Regions from separate parts of the Mus musculus genome. Here region 1 is linked to region 2. Evidence: chromatin contacts called from public Hi-C data. All regions are on one chromosome and are shown on one strand. The core of a region is the stretch at or near the end of the contact, and the rest is flanking DNA. Distances in the headings are between cores, read along the strand shown. Region 1 holds the start of Kcnf1 (potassium voltage-gated channel, subfamily F, member 1). Region 2 has its middle 45 kb from the start of Kcnf1.

Region 1 (5,333 bases), core at 1,352-3,851, 44 kb before region 2:
AGGCTCTAACCTACCCTCCCCCTAAGTAAATCCTCACAGCATTGGCATATTTGGCCAAATTGGCGTAGGACAGGTATTTCCCCTGCCCTAAATCATCCCAGTCCCAGATACCAAAACAATGGAGACCGCCCTTAAACAGAGCCTGTCAGGACTCCGGCTTTCTAGGCCTAAGTTCTTGCTTCTGCCATGCCTAGATTTCCCTCTGGAGACCCCAAGGAAGGCTCCCACTTTCTTCTTGTTCCCAGCCCTGTTTGGTCAAGCCTGTAGTTGTCCTGCCTGTGCCCTTTTCTTGGGGTTTCCTGGAGAATAATTTTAACACCTAACCTCTTCCGTGCTGGAGAGGTGTCTACAGATCTTACATGCTTAAAACACCCCCACACAGTGATGGTACCTGGGGTGGTGGCTGAGGTTCCATCAGCACTGTGATATCAAACCACGGGAACACTGTGGACAGTGTCAGCTTTGTCTGTTTTTGAGACAAGGTGCATTGTACCCCAGGCCAGCTTCAATTTCACTATGCAGCCAAGGATAGCCTTGGACCCCTAATCCTCCTGTCTCTACCATATCCAATTTTTATGCATCACTTTTGGGGGAATTCAGGAAGCATCACCCCATAATTCTTCCCTCTCTTGTTATGCCCTAACTATACTTATTATATATCTATCTATATGTATATGTAGATATATATCTATGTGTATTATATATATGTGTGTATTATATATGTGTATATATAAATATACATATCTATCTATCTCTCCAGTAGATTATGAATTCTATGCTTACCTAGGGTGGGTGTGGCATGTATACATGCACAGAACCTCAGTAAATATTTGAACATGTGAGCAAGGATGGCTTTTTTAAGCCCATAAAGCTCAGACTTAGATGCTCTTTGCACTGGACTCTGCTGGTATGTAGAAGAACAGGACAGGGCAAGGAGCACTAGCACAGACAATATGGACCCAAGGGTGTGGAGATGGTGGGCTGGTTGCCTACCAAGGAAAGGGGCCTTGGAGCCTAGCAGACTAAATCCCAAGTGCAGTGGGTGATGGTGGCAGTTACTTGATACCTTATTTTCTCAGAGAGCAGCTGGTAACTGAGTAAAAATATATATATATATGTATGTATGTATATGTATATATACATATACACACACACATATATATACACATATGTGTATATATACATATACACACATATAATGTATATATATTTACACACACACACACACACATGGCACCCAGAGTGCTAGGGGTACAGTGCTCTTATATTAGTGTTCACTGTTATTGCCATTCAACCTTTCTCATCCTCAATTTCCTATTCAGAGTAACACACCATGGAGAGGTGCTAAATGGAAATAAAATCAAAATTGTTAAAATATTTCCCTAATAAAAATTTGTGTACTGTATTCTACTGCATCTGACTTTTATATCACCCCATTAAAGAAAATACTGCTAGTGGCCCAGTATACCAGTTTCATGATTCATAAACAGGCATGGTCTTGAGCGGCTAAGAAATCCAGCTTACAGAACACATTTTAATGGTCTTTTTCAACAAGCAGTTTTAGAGTCACAGAAAATTTGTACAGAAAAATGCAGTTTCCCAGACCCTTGTCTCTACAGCTTCCCCCACAATCAGTACCCCCTCCCTCTACTGTCAACATCCCTGTAGGAGTGAAATGCTTGTCACAGTGGAGGAAATTCCAGGAATGGAGCATCTGTCATTACCCACATGGCCAAAGTGTCCTTTAGGACCCCCTCTTGCTTTTGTGCATCCTGTGGGTTTTGACAAGTGTGAATGACATGTTTGCCACCACACAATCAAACAGAATAGCTTAACTGTCCTATTCACCCCTCTTACTGGCTCTTCCTGTTCATCTCTCCAACTGTGTGTGTGTGTGTGTGTGTGTGTGTGTGTGTGTGTGTGTGTCAGTGTGTGTGTGTATGAGAGAATCCCTAGCCTAGGATAGCTTCCACCTCTAGAGGATAACCTTGAACTTCTGACCTTGCCCTCCTTTCCTAAGTGAGGGAAAGCTTGGATCATAGACCTCACCCCCACCTCACCCCCACCCCCACATCCCAAGCCCAGTTTATGTGGTACGGGATAACAAACACAGGGCCTTATGCATGCTAGGCAAAGGACTCTACCAAACTGAGCTACATCTCGGCCCAGCTTATGTTTTTAAATCCAATTCCAGGCCATAGCTAGATCCAGGGTTGATAACCCCGATGGTCAAGAACCTGGATTTGAACCAGAGATGTTCTCTGCCTCAGGAAAGATGAGAGGGAATATAGGGGCATCCAACTGGAAGAACTGATTTCTCTCAAAGTAGAGGGGGTTATGGGCACAGGGGTCATAGGAATCCAAGGCTCTGGGAGCTAATGGTGATGATGTTGTCCTGCTGGAAGCTAGCAGCTAGGCTAGCAGGAGAACCCTGGGTGAAGTGATGGCTAAGCTTTCCTCCCTTTTCATCTTGTGACCTGAAGCAATTTCCTCTTTATTGTGAAGGCTGGGACAAGTTGTGGTACAAGGTCACACCACCACCAGCAGGGCAGTGCTTAGGAGTGTCAAGGACTTATCCAGGGCCTACCGAAGCCTAGGACAGAAGGAGTGTGCCCAAGGAGTGCGCGGCTGCCCCTTGAGGGACTTGGTAAGCAACAGAGGTTCTCTTTCCTCTCTCACCTAGCTGGGCAGGAGGGATTTGGCAGCCTGAGCCGGGCTGGCCTTAAAGCTCTGGATCTTAACCTCTGAGCCCTCAGACTCAGCGGGTGGCGCCGGTGGCAGGGCGGCGGCAGCTGTGCAGGTCTGCCCAAGGGTTAACTCATTCCTGGGCAGCTGCAGCGCGTGCGGTGCGAAATCTCACCAGAAGAGGGTACAGTAGCAAAGCGTTTGACGTCAGGCTGGAATTCCTATTGTGTTTCGGACCCGCTCCGGCAAAGCCACTCCAAGTTAGCTCTCTATACAGCCCGGATCGCGCAGCTCTCGGGCTGACCCACCTCTGCCGCTCAACCGGGGAAGGAGGACGCTGCCTACGAGAAGAACCAAGTCCTGTCCCGGACCGAGCTGAAGGAGCCCGTGGGTGAGTGTCACCGGAGGCCACCGGCCGCAGAGTCCCCCGCCAGCGCTCCTGGATGCCCGCGTGCAGCCCCGCCACTGGGTGCATGGCTCCCTTGCGGCGCGCCCCAGCCTGCCTCCGCCCGCTGTGAGTGCCTTTTCCGGCAGGTGGTTGTTGTCCCCTAGGGCCTCGCATTGGCAGCGGCTGCGGCAGGGCTCATGGAACCGGGGCTTGCAAGCGAACCCGCGGGGAGCATGGACGCATCTGCTGAGCAAAGCCTCCCGGAGCCAGGCAGCCAGGACTCCGTGGCAGGCGAAGACATTGAGATCGTGGTAAATGTGGGGGGCGTGCGGCAGGTGCTCTACGGAGACCTGCTCAGCCAGTACCCTGAGACCCGGTTGGCAGAGCTCATCAACTGTTTGGCGGGGGGCTACGACACCATCTTCTCTCTGTGCGACGATTACGATCCGGGCAAGCGCGAATTCTACTTTGACCGGGACCCAGACGCGTTCAAGTGTGTCATTGAGGTATACTATTTCGGGGAGGTCCACATGAAGAAGGGCATTTGCCCCATCTGCTTCAAGAACGAGATGGACTTCTGGAAGGTGGACCTCAAATTCCTGGATGACTGTTGCAAGAGCCATCTGAGCGAGAAGCGCGAGGAGCTGGAGGAGATCGCGCGCAGGGTGCAGCTCATCTTGGACGACCTGGGTGTTGACGCTGCTGAGGGCCGCTGGCGCCGCTGCCAGAAGTGTGTCTGGAAGTTCCTAGAGAAGCCGGAGTCTTCATGCCCTGCGCGGGTGGTGGCGGTTCTATCCTTCCTGCTCATCCTTGTCTCCTCCGTGGTCATGTGCATGGGTACCATACCCGAGCTGCAAGTGGTGGACTCCGAAGGCAACCGCGTGGAGCACCCAACGCTGGAGAACGTAGAGACGGCTTGCATCGGCTGGTTCACTCTGGAGTACCTGCTGCGCCTCTTCTCATCGCCCAACAAGCTTCACTTTGCCCTGTCCTTCATGAACATCGTGGATGTGCTGGCCATTCTCCCCTTCTATGTGAGCCTCACACTCACGCACCTGGGCGCAAGAATGATGGAGCTGACCAACGTACAGCAGGCAGTGCAGGCCCTGAGGATCATGCGCATCGCACGCATCTTCAAACTGGCCCGCCACTCCTCCGGCCTGCAGACCCTCACCTACGCCCTCAAGCGCAGTTTCAAGGAACTGGGGCTATTGCTTATGTATCTGGCCGTGGGCATCTTCGTCTTTTCCGCACTGGGCTACACCATGGAGCAGAGCCATCCTGAAACTCTGTTCAAGAGCATCCCCCAGTCCTTCTGGTGGGCTATCATCACCATGACCACAGTGGGCTATGGTGACATCTACCCCAAGACCACTCTGGGCAAGCTCAACGCAGCCATCAGCTTCTTGTGTGGGGTAATTGCCATTGCCCTGCCCATTCACCCCATCATTAACAACTTTGTCAGGTACTACAACAAACAACGTGTCCTGGAGACGGCAGCCAAGCATGAGCTGGAGCTGATGGAGCTCAACTCCAGCAGTGCAGAAGGCAAGCCCGGGGGTTCTCGCAGCGACCTGGACACCCTGCCCCCAGAGCCTGCTGCCAGGGAGGGGCCAAGCTGGGGTAGCCGGCTGAAGCTCTCACACAGCGATACCTTCATTCCCCTGCTGACAGAGGAGAAGCATCATAGGACCCGCCTACAGAGTTGCAAGTGAGAGCTGGACTCCCTGGCAGGGACGGACTGGGCTGTGGATGGACAAACCATTGGGTAGACATGTCAGTAGGCACGTCTGTGGTTTCAGAGGAGCTGCTTGTGTCTTCCAGCCCTCCCCTGAGCAGACCTTTGCCAAGACTGGGTAAGACTCCTTGGGTGCCAGCTGTCCAGGTACAGGGGACCTGGGGAGTGCAGGAGCCACAGGGCCACTTTGGGCTATCAGATGGCCTGGCATGAGCTCACATCTGCTTTTGTGTCCCCCTCAATAAAACCTCCTGTTCAGCATACCCTCCGTGCTGTGGGTTGTCTCAGGCTGGTTACCCCAAGAGTGACTACTGCACACCCTAGTGCCAGGCCAGGAAGGAGGTGTGCAGCTCCAGAGGGAGTGGGGGGTAGCTATTTTTAGTTGAGAGCTAATTAAAGAAGGGCTGCAAGGCAAGGTTCAGCTCCAAGGCGCCTTGCCACATTCCAGGAGACACTCTCCTGCTTCCTTCTGTGGGAAAGCTGGCTCCCTGAGGTTTGGGGAGGAAGGAGAGGTGACAGAGC
Region 2 (5,172 bases), core at 541-3,040:
AACATGAGGAACTGTATTAAAGGGTTGTAGCATTAGGAAGGTGGAGAACTGCTGTTCTAGGATGGCTACACCATCAGGGAAGGGGAGGCTGGGACAGAGGTTCGACATCATTTTATACAGGTCCCTTGACTTGAATGTGCCAGGGTAAGGTCTACATTCCAGCACTGTTTACCCCAATTTTTTCAGTCCTCATATTTGCCATGGGGTGGAGTCGAAACGTGGTGACCTTCTGAGCCAGGGCACTTCTTTAGATGCCTTCTTGGTCCCTCAGAGACCACGCACATGTCTGAGCTGGTCATCCTCAGTTTATCAACTTCCAAAATTAGTAGTCTTACCTTCCGTCATCGAGGCCACCCCTCTCTGTAAGGCCTTCTGGGATGATGACAGGTATGTCATCCTCTTGCACTGTCACCACAGTGATGCTTCTAAGAGACCTTGGCTCTGGGAGGAGAGTCCCAGGAATTGTTGCTCTAGCCTCCTGCACTGGTGGGTCTGACAGACTGATCATGTGTCCTAATCTCTCTTCAAAAAGGCATAAGATACTGTATAGTCTCTCTAAATCCTCACTAGAGCACCAGGTAGATGGCTTCTACCCCATTCCACACAGGATGGTACTGAATACTCACATCAGGCCATGCAGCTCACGGCCAAAGAACAGGATTTGGACAGCCCTCTCCAACTCTACACAAGTGTGTAGGCCGCCTCCACGTGGGACCGTTTGGAACTGAAACTGGCTCCTTTTAGCTGTTCAATGTTTATCCATTCAGCAGCTTTGTGCCTGCCCATTGCTTGGTAAAAAGAAGGGAGGGAGGGATAGAGACTTCCATTCGCTGGTGCTTGCTCTGTGCCTGACTTTTGCAGTGACATATCTGTAGGACTCCTTACTTTGCTTGGGGTGGCAGGGGGGCGGGGAGGCTCATGACTTGTTGAGAAAGACCAGTGGGGCACATGTAGGTCTTTGCAGGTCTCAGGTTCACTACAGTACCCAAAGTTACCATTCTCTATCATGCCCCCAGTCGGTATGCAGATGATTCTCTACACAGTCAACTAGGAGAGTGAGTGTCCCTGATAGTAGAAAGGCCCCTGATTCTGATAGACACTCACCTATGGGGGTCATGAATGCCATCTCAGTCTTTAAAGTCTACTCTATATGAACACAAACTATTCTGAAATAGAATGATGGTGAAGGCTCATTCCATGACTCAGTCTGATTGTTTTTAAAGGTTTGTTTTTGTTTGTTTGTCTGTTTTCATTTTTAACTAGCATATATTTATGGGTTTTATAGAAACTGGACTTATTTTTAAGCCATTCAAGAATACACAGCTTAGCTCCCACTGGCAGGATCTAGACGAGTGAGCAGGAGAGTCTATGGGTAGGGCAGCCTACTGGAGGCATTGGCATTTGCCTGCCAGATATCATGACCCCCAAGCACTTGATAGAAAACGCTCAGTGTGGGAGTCATCTATAGTGCTGAGGGCAGCCACAACAAGGCCGCTCTCATCGGAAGCCCAGTTGCCATGCTCCAGGTCCCACTTCCTGTCACAGCATCTCCATCAGATCTCTCATCACCCAGAGAACTGGTGCCCTCAGCTTTAGTTCAGACAAACCGAGCAGACAGGGAAAGGTACCTAATAACAATAGAGATAAGCAACCATGCTTAAGAGGAGTTTGAGTGGGAGGAGTTTGAGTGGGAGGAGTCTGGGCATGCAGCTGCTTCCAGGCAGAGCTGGGATGTGGAAAACAGTGCATTCGGCTGCTGTAGTTTCAGGGGATCAGCACACAAGCACAGACAAGACTGCTACACAACACGTTTTAGAATGGAGGATTGACGCTCTAAAGGTGGAATTCTAAAGGCAGTAGGGAGAGAGAGGGCTAGTAAAACTCGGCAAAGATACCCACTTTGGGCTGTTTTGTCAGCTGCGTGGGACCGACCAGCCCTCTATATAGATTCCCAGCTGGCCTCATTCTGCGTGAAAGTCAATTTAAATCAAATTAGAATATTGGAAAAGATACGGCTCTTGCACTGCCTGCCTCTTCTTGGAAGGGAGAGTGAGCAGGGATTATTAAGGATGGGCTAAATGTGAGGAGCCCACTTCCTTGCAAGGCCTCAGTTGTCACCCTGTACTGTCAGGGTGTCTGTCACACACCATGTGCAGTTCTCGTCATCGAATGGTGTGTTAGCTTTCCAATGCTATGACAAAATACTCAAGGAAATCAACTGTGAAGCAAGTTTTCTTCTGATTCACAGTTTCCATTACAGTAGCTTGAACCCATGGTTTTGGGTCTGTGCTGAGGCAGAACATCAAGGTTCGGGGTGGGTGGGAGAGGGAAGCTGTTCCTCAATGACCAACTCCCTTCCACTAAGCCCCGATTCCCAATACTACTGCTTCATAATAGCACCCATAACCTAGAGACCAGTCCTTCAACACAAGAGCCACCAGCCTCGAAAGATGACAGGTGCACCCTATTTTGCGGTTGAAAAAACTGAGGCCCAGGGGTAATTAGGTGCTCGCCTGAGGTCACGTGACCAACCCACAGACGAACCAGGTTACAGACCCATGCTTCACGGACTCTGGTCTAGTCTTCTCACGGGTCTGTGCTGCAGGCAGCCTCAGGTAACATGCATCGGGCTTAATGTCATTTGTTCAAAGTATCCAGGAAGACCAAGCTACCACTTCCTCATCTCAGTAATCACTAGGTAATTTTTTTTAATAAGGAAATAAAATGCACCCCCCCTCAAACATTCTCTGCGACTCTAAGGATAACCAGGGCTGTCAACGCCCTGACAATGCTCCTTTTCCTCTTCCCATGGTAGCTTCTGCCCATCTTTTGTTTTATACTTAGACTTTGGGGTGCAAATGACACATTGTCATAGGTCCCCATGGATGCTTTATCAAGGGAAGAGAGGCTGGCTGCCCTATAATACAGGCAAAGCAAACTCATGCTTGTGATGGCCAGTCCCCAGGGGAGGGTATGGTCCTCTATGGTGCCTGGTACAGTTAGAAAGTCGTTTTGAGGACACTTCCACTCTGGGGACATTAAGGGTACTCCTCTAAGGATGTGACTAGCTTGCCAGTGGCTCTGAGCTTCTTCCTCAAGCCTGGTTGTCATCTTGCTATGAATCCCCCAATCTCAGTAATGTCCACCCTGCTGTGCCACAGGGCATGTCTCCCCCTGCTACCTCCTTCCACTTGGCTGTGTATCAGCTAATCTCTGTTGCCTACTGCTCCCCAGAAGACCTGTTGAGATTTAGACAGGTCCCCTGCTTCTTTGTCTGTCTGTCTACAGCACAAGGGCTCTGTGGTGGCCCCTGGTTATAGCAGATGAAGCCAAGCTTTAGTGGCACCTGGAAAAGGTCACTTTACTGTGAGTATCATCCAGGCAGCACATTGGTGTCCTTGCCCACTCCTGCCACTGTAACAAAATACTTAGACCTGTATCTAAGCGGGTAGGATATAGACCTTATCTATAAGCAGCAGACACTCAAAGCAGACTTGTCACATCAAGATCAACAACCCTGCAGGCAATGTCTATAGTGAGTTTTCTCTGCTTCCGATCGAAGTCCAGGTTACTACACCCTTAGCATCGAGGAAAGGTGGAGGGAGGAAGGGCTAGGAACTCCTTTCTGTGACCTCACAAGAACATGAGGCCCTCTGGTGATGATAATGATGGTGGCTTAGTCATCTCCCAATGGCCTTATCTGTCAACACTGTCACATTGATGGTTGTTTCGATGTATGAAAATCAGAGGATACCTCCAGACCTCAGCAACACCAAGGGACTCCAGGATATTCCTTCTCTCTCTGCCTCAGTGTGTCTGTCTCTCTCCCTGCCATTGAAAATGTCCAGTTCATTTTCTTATAAGTGCAGACTTCTGCTCACAGACAAGCATGCCAACCAACACCCCACATTCTGGTTGGTTCTTCTCAAGCCTATTAAGACATCCCTTTTTATTCTTGTTGCTGTTTGGTCAGATTTTGTTGTTTTTGATGAATACAATATTGACTCAGATAGAACTATACAATGGTATAAGGTAAAGATTTGATCTATCTCTTTCACTAAACTGTTAAGTAGAGAACCAGAAGGAAGGGAAAAACAGTTCAAAGAGGGGCCCAGATGTCACACATAGCTGTATGCAATCAGAAAATAGAAATGAAGCTGATAACAGACGCAAACCCTGATTTCTCCCCCTGGGGGGGGGGTCACTTGTAATTTGGATACTTTTTTATTTCTGTGAAAAAGAGCTATGTTCATCATTATCATCATGTCTCCATGGATAACTTTAAGTTTTAAAACGTGGAATAATCATGAGAGATAATGAAAAAGAGACATCTGTATAATCGAATAACCCCAGGGAATCTGAGCAAGCTAAAGCTAGCTATCTACTTTGAGTATATGTTGTGTGTGCTTGCATGGTATGTTAATATATATTATGTATGCAGCTTTATATATGTGCATGTGTATACATGTATATTTATACATCATATGTGCTTAAATACATGTCTTCACATACATGTTTACATGTATAATATATATGCATATATGTTAACATATTTAATACATAACCATTTCAAAGTTTGACATTTTTTTTTCTTCCTTTTTTTTTTTTTGAGACAGGGTTTCTCTGTGTAGCCCTGGCTGTCCTGGAACTCACTCTGAAGACCAGGCTGGACTCAAATGCAGAAATCCGCCTGCCTCTGCCTCCCGAGTGCTGGGATTAAAGGCGTGTGCCACCACTGCCCAGCTTGACATTTTTCTTGACATTGTCCTAGGACCAATCAATTAACTATGTTGATATTGTTGCTCATTGTTGATATTGTGTACTGGCTAGTTTTGTGTCAACTTGACACAGCTGGAGTTATCACAGAGAAAGGAGCTTCAGTTGGGGAGATGCCTCCATGAGATCCAGCTTGTTATTAGACGCGTTCTCACGACCGGCCAGGAAGAACACCACAGACCAAAATCTTCTGCGGCAAAACTTTATTGCTTACATCTTTGGGAGCCAGGAGAGCAAGCGCCCAGCGCCCAGCCCCAGAAACGAAAGCCCCTCAATCATGAAACCGAAACCCCTTCCCTCTTTAAGAGAGTTACCCTTCACTTAGGATGCATCACTCCCTGATTGGCTGCAGCCCATGGCCGAGCTGACGTTCACGGGAAAAGCAGAGTACAAGTA

Evidence for each region. A called contact is a pair of places that touch in the nucleus more often than the background predicts.
Region 1: a Hi-C map of cerebral cortex shows a contact between it and region 2, with 1.8 times the contacts expected there. The contact joins the promoter of Kcnf1 here to the enhancer-like site in region 2. A contact is called at or near these places in 3 of 39 promoter capture datasets (cranial neural crest, epiblast stem cells and macrophages), 2 of 484 Hi-C or Micro-C datasets (cerebral cortex and olfactory sensory neurons), 3 of 115 datasets of contacts at active chromatin or transcription factors (embryonic stem cells and forebrain) and 3 of 9 other capture datasets (embryonic stem cells, liver and pancreatic islet).

The regions. Positions count from the first base shown.
Region 1 is chr12:17,174,156-17,179,488 of GRCm38.p6, reverse strand. It overlaps Kcnf1 (potassium voltage-gated channel, subfamily F, member 1), which reads left to right and starts at 2,601. Exons shown (of 1, transcript NM_201531.4): 1 at 2,601-5,333. The coding sequence starts at 3,271. The coding sequence ends at 4,788.
Region 2 is chr12:17,129,094-17,134,265 of GRCm38.p6, reverse strand. No RefSeq gene overlaps it. Among named protein-coding and RNA genes, the nearest start is that of Kcnf1, 45 kb to the left of the region's middle. Within about 2 kb of position 1,790, at least 4 of the 459 cell types and tissues checked have an H3K27ac peak or open chromatin away from gene starts, as enhancers often do. A contact at or near this core is called in cerebral cortex, where this site is marked.